2 separate regions of the Mus musculus genome follow, and region 2 is linked to region 1. A link is a contact called in public promoter capture Hi-C data. All regions are on one chromosome and are shown on one strand. Each heading gives the region's core, a stretch centred on a gene start, on an enhancer-like site or on the middle of the called end of the contact. The rest is flanking DNA. Distances are from core to core; before and after follow the strand shown.

Region 1 (5,737 bases), core at 1,569-4,068:
CACCTCCCTCTGCCTTCTGAGTGTTGGGATGAAGGTGTGCACTACAACAGCCCACTTTCTTTTATTATTTTAAATTACATTTGAAAATTTGTTTTTTGTGGTGATGGCACACACATGCCACAGTGGGGGGGTCAGTGGGAAACTTGCAGGGTTTGATTTTTCTTCCACCATGTGGATCTTGGGGATTAGGCTTAAGGCAGGCTTGGTGGCAAGTGCTTTTAGCCATCAAGTCGTCTTGCCGGGCCGTGTATATCCTAATATGTTTCATAAAACTTTTACACTTAAATTCTTACATACATAAATAACACATAATATTGTTGGATGTAATTTCAAGGTAGCATAAGTATTTTCGTATCCTACTGGTCATTTGTCAGTTTCCTGCTATGCCCTTACATGTTTGAGATTTAGCTATGTTGACACATGTCAGTAGGGTTTGTATGGCATCACTGGTGTGCCATTGTTTGTTGCCCAGAGCCCATGCTTCCTTCCTGGTGCAGCATCTTCTCGTTGATGTTTGTGCACGTGTCCAGGATGCACACCTGGAGCAGCATTATTGGGTCTGAGGCAGAGGATGCACTTGTTTGTTTGTTTGTTTGTTTGTTTGTTTGTTTGTTTGTTTTTGGAGACAGTGTTTCTCTGTGTAGCCCTGGTTGTCCTGGAACTCACTCTGTAGACCAGGCTGGCCTTGAAGCAGAGATCCACTTGCCTCTGCCTCCTGAATGACGGGATTAAAGGCATGTGCCACCACAATTACCCAGCCCTGGATATATTCTTAATACATTTTTCAAAACACTTGTTTTTTTGTTTGTTTGTTTATTTGTTTTTTTGATAGTTTTTTCTGGTTTAAGAAAGAATCATTACCAGGCAGTGGTGGTGCAAGCCTTTAATCTTAGGACTCAGGAGGCAGAGGCAGGCAGTCTCTGAGTTCAAGGCCAGCTTGCCCTACAGAGAGAGTTCCAAGATGGTCAGGACTACACAGAGGAACCCTGTCTCAAAAAAACAAAACAGAACAAAACCGAAAGGAAACGGAAAAATTGTAAAGTTTTGTGACATGGCTTGGTTTTATAGGAAGGATCTTCATGCATAAGCTGATAGCTGGCTTTTTTGTCCTTGGCGTCCCTAAATGTCCTGTCTGGCCTCTCTCCTAGCGGCAGTACATCCCTGTTAAAGTGAAGAGCAAAGCCTTCTGGATCTTCTCGTGGGAGTACGCCATGATGTACACAGGAAGCCTGGTGGTGATAGTTTGCCTCTCTTTCTTCCTTCTCAGCTCCTGGGACTTCATCCCTGCAGTCTATGGTTTCATGTGAGTAAAGACCTCTCTAGACATTTCTGGAAGCTAATTTGGTTTTCATAGCTCATAGTGGAATCAGAAGGAGAAAACTATGCAGACAGTGTTTACAAAAAGGGTCCTCATCCTTTAAGGGAGCCTCTGACATCCAGACTGCTGGCCGGTCCCTAGGAGTTCTGATTACATAGGTGTGAGAGAGCCCAATAGGTAATATATACATATCATTGTGGGGAAGGACTCAGGCATGGGGGAACGCTTACCTGGGACTCCGGGCTGTCTCCCTGTGGTAAATTCTAAGCATAATAACTTGCTCACTTTGAGTTCTTTGTGTTTTGCCTTGGATAAGTATCTGTAATACCTGGTGAATAGTTTTTCCTGGCTTTCTACTGAGCCAAAATTCTACTCTTTTTCTTGTTACTCAGGAAAGGAAATGTTGTTATAAGACCATAGACTTAATCTAGGCAAGCATGTGCCATACACCTGCAACCCTAGCAGCTGGGAGCTGGAGGCAGAGGATGGGGGCTGAAAAAAAAAATTGTTAGCTATATATTAAATTCATTTGCAGCCTGGGCTCTATTGCAATGATCTTGTTTCAACAACACCCCCTACACACACACACACACACACACACACACACACACACACACACACACACACACATATGCACACACATACACACCTCTACCTATTTACCTGCCTACTTATCTGGGTTAGGGAATACTATGTCTCTCTCGCCCTTCTTTTCATTCACTTATTCATTGCCTTTTTTTTAAATTATGAATTAAAGCTAGATTGGTAGTGTATGCCTCCAATCCCAGCAGTTTGGAAGCAGAGGCAGGCGTCTGTGAGTTCAAGTCTAACCTGGTCTACATAGTGAGTTTTAGGTCACTCAAGACCCCATCTTTAAAGACAAAAAAATCAAAACAAGCCCAATACAATTAAAATGATAAAATTATAAACAGGGATCTGTGTGTGTATAAATATATATATATAATATGGTAGGGGCAGTAGATAGTACTCTTGTCACTTGCCCAGCCTAGTGTCCCTTGCTGCCTTCTTTCTTTAAAACACACACACACTTGCACACTTAGGAGCTCAGGATGTAGCCCACTGGTAGTGTCTTTAGTATTCTGGAAGTCCTGAGTTCCATCCCCAGTATTGGAAAAAAACCCACAAATGTTTGCTTTGCTTTGCTTGTGTGTGTGTGTGTGTGTGTGTACATTTAGGTAGCATGGACTTTTGGAAAAGCCAGTATTGTAGCCAATTCTTTTATGATTTAAATAGACAAAAGTCTTCCAGATAAGCTTAGAATTATCAAATGAGTTTTGTGGCCCTGGGGATTTTTGCACAAACTGCTGCTGGCTCCTGAAGCCCTTGGAAAACTCGGCCACAGGCTCGGGCATGCAGTTCTCTGGCTCTTGCTATGGGCATGTGGAACAAGAATTGGGAGGAGGGAGCAAGCTTACAGAGCTTGTTCCTCTGGGCAGGTCTTTCAAATGCCCAAAATAGATTTTGTTTATTTAAGTCTCCTTCCTCTTGCAATACTGGGTTGCTCCTGATTGTAAACCGGCCTGGTGTGGAGAAGAGGGGCCGCTCTCCCAGTTTCTCAGATGGATCCCTTTCTCATTTCAGATTCTTTTAGCTGGGTTTTGTTTGCTTGTGTAGCCCATTCTAACCTTGCATAACCTAACTCCATATCCACCATGAATGATCTTAAGCTTTAGATCCTCCTGCTTTCTCATGTGGGCTTAGTACAGTTCTGGAGTTTGAGCCCAGGGAACTGTGCATTCTGGGAAAGCACTCTACCTTAGCTAATATATATTATAGCTTCTGTTCTCTGGATCTTCAGCCCCGCATTTGGTAAATTATCTGTATGGGTTATCTAGAGAGCTCTTTTATGACTTTTAAAGGGACGGCGCCATCCTTGGTCACCTAGTACTGGCCCCAAGTCTTGAGGAAAAAAGCAGGGCAAAGCCAACCATTTGTAACTCTGCTCTTTTCTCTCCATGTGTTTTCTTAATTTCAGACTCTCTGTTCCAGATCTCACTCCAAACATTGGTCTTTTCTGGTACTTCTTTGCAGAGATGTTTGAGCACTTCAGCCTCTTTTTTGTCTGCGTGTTTCAGATCAACGTCTTCTTCTACACAGTTCCATTAGCCATCAAATTAAAGTAAGTGTGAAGCCTGCAGCTTGTTTGTCCATGCTCCCCACTGTAGCCTGCCAACCTGGCAGTACCCTCAGACAGAACCCCACCATCAGGCTTCTGGCTTCTGGCTTCATTGATCAGGTCAGCAGTTGAGAGTCACATCCAAGTACAAGCTGCACAGAGGATGCTCTGGAGCCCTGGGCTTACCTGAAGGTGCCTGAGGCCACATTACTACTCACTCTCATCACCATTTCGGGCAAGAGCAGAGGTTACACTGAGGATGGCTTTGTGGATAGTAGGTCTGGTTGGATTTTCTTGATCAGCAGCCCAATTATGATTTACCCTAAGGGACTCTAGTTGGGTTATTTGGAAGGCTGGGCAAGCTCAACCCTTTTTAATCTTCTGGTCAGTTTTTCTGAAATAGGGCTTACTGTGTAGTACATTTCTACAACAGAGCTGTCATATACCTTTGTAGCTCTGTGAATAGGTTGCTAGCAAACTCAGGAACTTGGAGGCCAGCTTTATAGTTGAGGACTTCTTGCTCAGAGAGTTACACAGCTTGCAAGCAGTGGAGTTGGGATTCACACATAGTTTGTCTGACTCCAGAATCTGTATTCATCCTCTCGGGCCATGCCAGGCTCCTAAGGAGAACACTGCTGTGGTTCCATCCCCCTGGTGGTTCCATCCCCCTGGCTCCAGAGCAGCTGACAAAGACCTTCATAAGCAGGCATCTAGCTCTCGTGCAGAAGTCAACCTCTGCTTGTGTCGAGGGGCTGGCTGTTCCAAGGAATGTGCCCCATGCTCTCCTCACCTTTGCTGTGAGACATGTGAAATACCCAGGAGAAAAGCATGGTGGATTAGGAGCTCTGCAGACAGATCCAGGCTCCATCACTGACTTCACTTCTCTGGGAAGGACAGGGGACAAGAATCTCTGCCTAGAAGGCTGGCCTTGGTGTTGTGAGGATCCTCTGAGATGACGCAGGAGAAACTTTGCACAGAGCTCAGCATAGAAAGGGGGCTCAGGAGAGAGGAGCCATGGTAGTTTATTAATTTAAGCCAGTTTTAGCTGTTACTAGTTGTAGGTCCCCAGAATTCTGTTTCAGAGAGAGACATGGTAGCTCTCTGTAATCTTAGCACCTAGGAAGTAGAGGCAAGAGGATCATGAGTTCAAGGCTAGCCTCATCTACATAGTCACTAGGACAGCCTGTTCTACATGAGGCCCTATATCAAAAGAGAATTTTGGCCCCTGAAGAGCTGAAAATGCTGAGTGTAACTCTCGGTGCTCTTGTTTCTCTGACTGTAAACAGTAAGCAAGCCATCAGCCAGCAGGCACTTCCTGTCTTGGGACCTGTCGCAGCGACCTTTGCCTGATTTCTCTTGACAAGCAGTCATTTAGGATTCTAATAAGAAATGCTTAACTTTTTTTTTTTTCAAGACATGGTTTCTCTGTGTACCTTTGGCTGCTCTGAAACTCACTCTGCCTGCCTCTGCCTCCTAAGTCCTGGGAATAAAAGTGTGCACCACCACCACCCTGATAAGGAATGCTAACTTCATTTGCTTCCTTTGGTTCCCGGGGGCATGCTGAAAGCTAGTACAGACAGGAGGAAGCCACTGGTGGGCAATGTCCCTATAAACTGGTGTTTGTCTGGTCTTCCTTGCCACCTCTGGGCATTTGATATCTGTAGTTTCCTGCCCTGCTACTGAAGCCTGGCTCATGCATGCCTTGTGAGTAGTAAGGCAGCCTTTGCCTGAAGGACCCCTAGGGAGTACTTTTGGTTGGTGAGGTAGGATCAGGGGTCTCTAAGGTGGGCCTAGTCCCTGGCTAATCTCTCTGCCTGTTTGTCTTCCCTGCCCTGCTCCAGGGAGCATCCCATCTTCTTCATGTTCATTCAGATTGCCATCATCTCTATCTTCAAGTCCTATCCAACTGTGGGGGATGTGGCCCTCTACATGGCTTTCTTCCCTGTGTGGAACCATCTCTACAGATGTGAGTATTCTGACTTTCCTCACTAGGGATAGATTCAAGTGCAGCTAACTGCTAGGCGAAATAGCTGGGAGAAGGAATTGATATGCATTTACTGGGCACCCATTGCTGGTAGCACCGAGAAAGAGGAGGCCACTGAAGCATGCATGTGCCTCTGTGCCTCCTGGTCCTGTGGTCAGTGACAAAGAACAATCGCTTAGAGCATGTGACTGTGTTCCTGACTGCTGTTGGTCATTTTGTCTTTGCATCAGCTTTGGAGGTAAGTATTTCCTTATACAGATGAGAAAACTGAGGTACAAAAAGATAGAGCCACTTGTTC
Region 2 (5,737 bases), core at 1,108-3,607, 410 kb before region 1:
TCAAGTGACACACAGGCAGTATTTGTTGCAGCATTAATTGTTTAAAAAAATGGCAAAAGACTGGCAGCAAGCCAGATGAGTACTTATAGAATGGGTTCAACTACCGTCTAGGTGACAGAATGCTGTGCAGCTGTAGAAACAGAAGGACCCTCTTGGTATTCATGGAAGAAAACTGAGAAATATGATTGAACAGATAGGCAAAGTGCAGAGCAGTGTTCAGAAAGCTGTGTGTGGTGCAGGACCACCTCACACTCATTTCCTTACGTCTACGTAAAGAAACTTGGAAAGTTTATAAAGCCCGCTGGTAACATGGCTGTCGGCTGGAGGTGTGGAATCCTTGTGAGTCTTAGCGTTCATGCTCAGCCTCTCCCCTGTGCTTAGAATTTTAGACCAGCTGGCCAAAGTAAAAGCCTGACCATAGATGTCCAGAGACTTAATATGGAATCTCAGATCCTCAAGGTATCAGATAGCTGCTGAATTTTATGTCTAAGGGACAAGGCCCAGAGACGTTCACTTTGTGGCTCCGAGCTGCCATCAGTGGTCGACATCATCACTGACATCAGCTCTGCCGTTTCCTTGAGAGTGACTGACTGTGAAGTTTTCCCTGTGGGCTCTCTGCCTGAGTCCACTGACCTGATGAGCATTTTTTCCCACAGAGCCTTATTGGAGACATTGACAATGCCATGAGGACCTTTCTCAACTACTACACTGTATGGAAGCAGTTTGGGGGGCTGCCAGAATTCTACAACATTCCTCAGGGATACACAGTGGAGAAGCGAGAAGGCTACCCACTCCGACCGGGTAAGCAGGGTCTTTGGTCCATGGTCCACCTGCAGCTCTAGTTCTTCACGCCCTAACCGTTCACAGGTGCTCCCCCGCCCCCTAACTGTTCACAGGTGCTCCCCCCCCCCCCCGCTCCTTCCCTACCTTCTCTCACAGCTCTCAACTGTTTTCCTGTTAACTATGGAGACTGAGTTCTTCTGGGTTAAAGTGGCTTGCCCAAGGCTGTTAAGTGCAGGTCTCCCATCTAAGTCTCATGCTCTTTCAAACTTGGAGATACAAGAAAGGAAAGAGATGCCAGTCAGGCTGAGTCCTGGGGTCTTCTGACACCAGGACATCACAAACTAATGGCCTCTTCTGTCAGTGGTTTGTGTAAAGTACACTTCTACCGTATGGGACTGGGCCATTGAGTCCAAGGTCACCGTGTCTCATCCTTGCGAGCTCAGAGTCAAGGAGAGGATCACAGACTGAACACCAGTTCTGATGTCCTCTGTGGGGAGGGAAGAACTAGGGAGAGAGGCCAAGCTTGGTCAGCAGGTAGGCACATGGCCCAGCGTCAGCCAGGCCACATTATGGTTGTCTGGGCATGGTAGTCTCTGCACGTCCTCCCTTGCCACCTGAATTCCCCGTGAGCCACAAGACTAACATTCCTCCTGCCTCCCACTGTTCTGTGCTCTGTGCCCCATTCCTTCCCTCCTCTTGCTCCAGGGAATGCAGGAGCTTGGGAGTAGAGAGACCAGTACAGTGATGCTGGGAGAGGGGTCAGAGGTCACACAGGGGCTCTGCAGTTCTTGGTGTTTCTCAGACATTTGTTCTCATGTCGTTTTTGTTGTTGTTGTTTTGTTTTGTTTTGTTTTGTTTTAAAAAAAAAACAACAAAACTTTTGAGGAGGTTGGAGAGATGGCTCACAGGTCATGACTGCTCTTCCAGAGGACCTCACTTCAATTCCCAGCAGCCACACAGTAGCTCACAACTGTCTGTAACTCCAGTATCAGGGAATCCAATGCCCTCATACAGACATACATGCTGAAAAAATACTAATGCACACAAAATAAAAAAATAAATAAATTATTTAAAGAGGTACAGTTTTTTTCTTATAAAAAAAAAAAGGAAGGAAACTTTGGAAAAATCAGTCATATTTATCATTTCCAGGAGGTAAGATAAAACTCAGAGTTTCAACTACATATCAAATGCTCAGATGCAGTTTCAGCATTGGGTCTTCTAAGAAATCCCCATATAGTCATTGGGTCCAGTGGTTCTCTAACCTTGGCCTAGTCACCACCAGGGCAGGGAGCGCAATCACTGCAGGAATTCTAGGAGTGCAGTAGTTGAGTCACCTCTCCTTCCCCTGAACCATGGCAGGTGAGAGACAGGGTGCTGTTCTGAAGCCAAGCTGGCCAATGAGCGGACTGTGTTCTGAGTCTTTGATGGTACTTAAAGAACCTAGCCTGAAGTCCTTTAGAGGCCTTCACCTCCCTGGACTGCGCTTCAGAGTTGCCTGGGGAGGCATACAGCAGAGTACTGGCTCACACACTAGGTCCTTGTGTGAGAAAAAGAAAAAGTTGGCCTTGACCCAGCCAGCTGCTGGCAGCAGAGGGAGGCCTCCCAGGAGAGCACTGTCTTTTCTGTGCGTGTTCATCTGCCCTGGAATGCACCCTAGAAAGCCAGCAGAAGACTGTGGGATGAAGGGAGGCAGGTTCGGGAGAGCACACGAGACAGCCAGAGACTTGTTCTCCAGAGTAAGAGTATTCTGTGGACATAGCTCAGTGGTAGGTGGCGTGTGTGCCTTGCCTACGCACCGCCCTGGCTGTGTTCCCTGGCACTACAGAACGAGGGTCTGAGTGGATGGGTGAAAGCTAGAGTTCATCAGGAGGAACACAGCCAGGCAGAGGTGACAGGAGGGAGGGGACAGGGTCTTTCATTTGAGAAAAGGTAGGTATCAAGGTAGAAAGCAAAATGAAGGTGTGTGGCAGTGGCGCATGCCTATAATCCCATAATCCCAGTGCTCAGGAGGCAGAGGTAGGCAAGTCTCTGAGTTCAAGGCCAGCCTGCTCAATAGAGTGAGTTCCAGGACAGCCAGGGCTACACAGAGAAACCCTCTCTCAAAAAAACTAGAAAGAGAGAGAGAGAGAGAGAGAAAGAAAGAAAAGAAAGAAAGAGAAAGAAAAGAAAGAAGGAAAGAAAGAGAAAGGAGAGAGAGAAAGAAAGGAGAGAGAGAGAGAAAGAAAGAAAGAAAGAAAGAAAGAAAGAAAGAAAGAAAGAAAGAAAGAAAGAGAGAGGAAGAAGAAAGAAAGAAAGGAAGAAAGAGAGTAGATATAATGAACTCTCTTTTACTTCTACCCACTGAGGTTATCAGCAGCAGAAAAACATTTTCCCCATATTTGTATATATATTTACACACACACACACACACACACACACACACACACACACGTGTATGTATATGGCTATAGAATAGGACCCTGACTATAGAATAGGACCCTTCAGAGCATCTTCAACATCTTCTCATAGTCTCACATAGCTCAGGCTAGCCTTGAACTCACTGTACTGGTAAGGGTGATTTAGAACTCCTGATCCTCATGTTGTTATTGCCCAAGTGCTGGGATTTTAGGTGTGTGCCACCACGCCCAACTAACTTGTACTTAATTTTTTTCCCCTGTGGTGCTGTGAATCACCCTCAGTGCCTTTCACATGTTGGGCAGATGCCCCTTCCTAAAACTATGGTCCATGGTGTTCTTATCACATCACTGCTGGGAATAGCTGCCAGTCAGACAGCTGTGTGTGCTGCCGAGGTCAGGGAGGCCACAGACAATTTCGGTCACAACCTCTGCTGCCTGCCTTCTCTGCCTAGGAGAAGCCTGGCTGCCTCTCTTCCTAGGAGACGGGAGTCTGCTGCACTACACTGAGTACCAGAGTTGGTGCATCTTAGTTCTGAAGAGTAAGCCTGAGCACACTCAGTCTTTCCACTGTGTCAGGATCTATTTAATAATAAATTCATAAGCTTTGCTAGTAGCACTGTTTGCAGTTCACCAAGTAGTCCCAAAAGCTGTGCCATGATTCTCTCCAGGGGCGTTCTGGGGGCCAGGTATGGAGGGGAGGAGGCCTCCACTGGCTTCCCTGAGCAGGCCCCATGCCATGCCTGTCAGTCACTGAGAAGGTCCTGCTTGGCTTTACAGAGCTCATCGAGAGCGCAATGTACCTCTACCGCGCCACTGGGGATCCCACTCTCTTAGAACTTGGGAGAGACGCTGTGGAATCCATTGAGAAAATCAGCAAGGTGGAGTGTGGATTTGCCACGGTAAGTGTTTCAGGGGTTCGGGGAGTTGGAAGTGTTTCCTCTGGCGTCTCAAAGGCCATCATGGTTTGACAGTATTGGAGCTTTAGTACCAGAAGGAAGTAGTTGTAAAGTCATGAACAGAGAAGCTTGCTGAAGGCCATGTGTCTGGTGGAAGTGTGAAAGGTTAGCTAGGAGGGAAGACACAGTGACTCAGGACAGTCCAGGCCTTATTTGGGGAAAGATTCTGCAGAGGGGGCCTCTAGACTTAGAGCCCAGTGTCGTCTTACAAGCTGGTGTAGATACAGGACACACAGACAGGAGTGTGGGAGGGGGTTGGAAGTTTCTCTTTGGCCTGCAGTTTGTCATTGCTAGGGTAGGCAGTGAGTAGACAGTAGAAGAATGTTAGGTGACTGATAAAGCATCGTGCGTGGTGGCCTTTACATGGGGTCCCCAGGACAGGCAGACATATAAAGAAACAAGTTAATTTACTTTTAGAAGCCAAACTGTCATAGTTACTGGTATTCTCATAGTTCAACCAGAGTTTTACAAATGGCTGGGGCCTAGCTATCAAGGTAGATTAGACCCTAAGCCCCTGGCCTGCCTATGCCTGCGTCTGCGCTCCATCTGTTAGAATATGTGCTTTGCAAGGTGATGTTTATACAAAGTTTGTCAGAGGGCTTTTTAAGTGACTTTTGTTGTTGTTGTTGTTTTTTGTTTTTTTTGTTTTTTCGAGACAGGGTTTCTCTGTATAGCTCTGGTTGTCCTGGAACTCATTCCGTAGACCAGGCTGGCCTCAAACTCAGAAATCCACCTGCCTCTGCCTCCCGAGTGCTGGGATTAAAGGCGTGCGCCACCACCGCCCGGCTTTAAGTGACTCTTAGAGGAAATGTAGAGTCCTATAGCACTATATTCCAACATGGCACCTTAGTAAACAAATATGGCTTTCATGTGCCAGGCACTGTTCTAGGCCATGAGTTAGAGACACAGGCAGACCAGAACCCTTGCTCTCATGAGCTTACATTTTAGTTGGAAAAATAGGAAAATGTATGTGTCTGGGAGAGAAAGCAAGCTAGTGTAGTGTGGCTGTGTGGAGATGGGGCAGGGAGGGAAGCTGGCGGTCTGAAGGACAGGGCCGGGTCATGTAGAACCTGCACAGCACAGGAGAGAGAGGACTAGGGCTGGCTTGGGCTGAGAGCATTGGTAGGATCTACAACAGAGCAGTACCATCATCTGCTTTGTACTTTAGAAATAGCACCCCAGCAGCTCTGAGAGAGAGAGAGAGAGAGAGAGAGAGAGAGAGAGAGAGAGAGCGAACTGACATCCTTACAGTCCCCAACAGGCGACAGACAGACACTGTGTACACAAAAAGAGATGTAAAAGGCCGGGCGGTGGTGGCGCACGCCTTTAATCTCAACACTCGGGTGGCAGAGGCAGGAGGATTTCTGAGTTCGAGGACAGCCAGGGCTATACAGAGAAACCCTGTCTCGAAAAAAACAAAACAAAACAAAAAACAAAAAAAGAGAGAGATGTAAAAGAAAATATGCTGAGAATTTCCTGAGAGTCTAAAGGGTTTGTGTTGGGGTGTGGATTTCAAAATAAAACAACAAAACTCTAAAATTTTGTAATGTGACAAATTGTATAAATAAATAAAATTTTGTAAATGAAGTACAAATAGGTGTA

The links. Capture Hi-C pulls out chosen DNA fragments and counts their contacts.
Region 2: a contact with region 1 is called in a promoter capture Hi-C map of adipose tissue. The contact joins two enhancer-like sites. A contact is called at or near these places in 2 of 9 other capture datasets (adipose tissue and pancreatic islet).

Annotation. Positions count from the first base shown.
Region 1 is chr2:155,296,767-155,302,503 of GRCm38.p6, reverse strand. It overlaps Pigu (phosphatidylinositol glycan anchor biosynthesis, class U), which reads left to right. Exons shown (of 12, transcript NM_001004721.1): 8 at 1,149-1,303; 9 at 3,315-3,458; 10 at 5,297-5,421. Among named protein-coding and RNA genes, the nearest start is that of Map1lc3a, 23 kb to the right of the region's middle. Within about 2 kb of position 2,818, at least 33 of the 459 cell types and tissues checked have an H3K27ac peak or open chromatin away from gene starts, as enhancers often do. A contact at or near this core is called in adipose tissue, where this site is marked.
Region 2 is chr2:155,703,996-155,709,732 of GRCm38.p6, reverse strand. Edem2 (ER degradation enhancer, mannosidase alpha-like 2) reads left to right here. Exons shown (of 11, transcript NM_145537.2): 9 at 657-801; 10 at 3,957-4,078. Among named protein-coding and RNA genes, the nearest start is that of Trpc4ap, 14 kb to the right of the region's middle. Within about 2 kb of position 2,357, at least 44 of the 459 cell types and tissues checked have an H3K27ac peak or open chromatin away from gene starts, as enhancers often do. A contact at or near this core is called in adipose tissue, where this site is marked.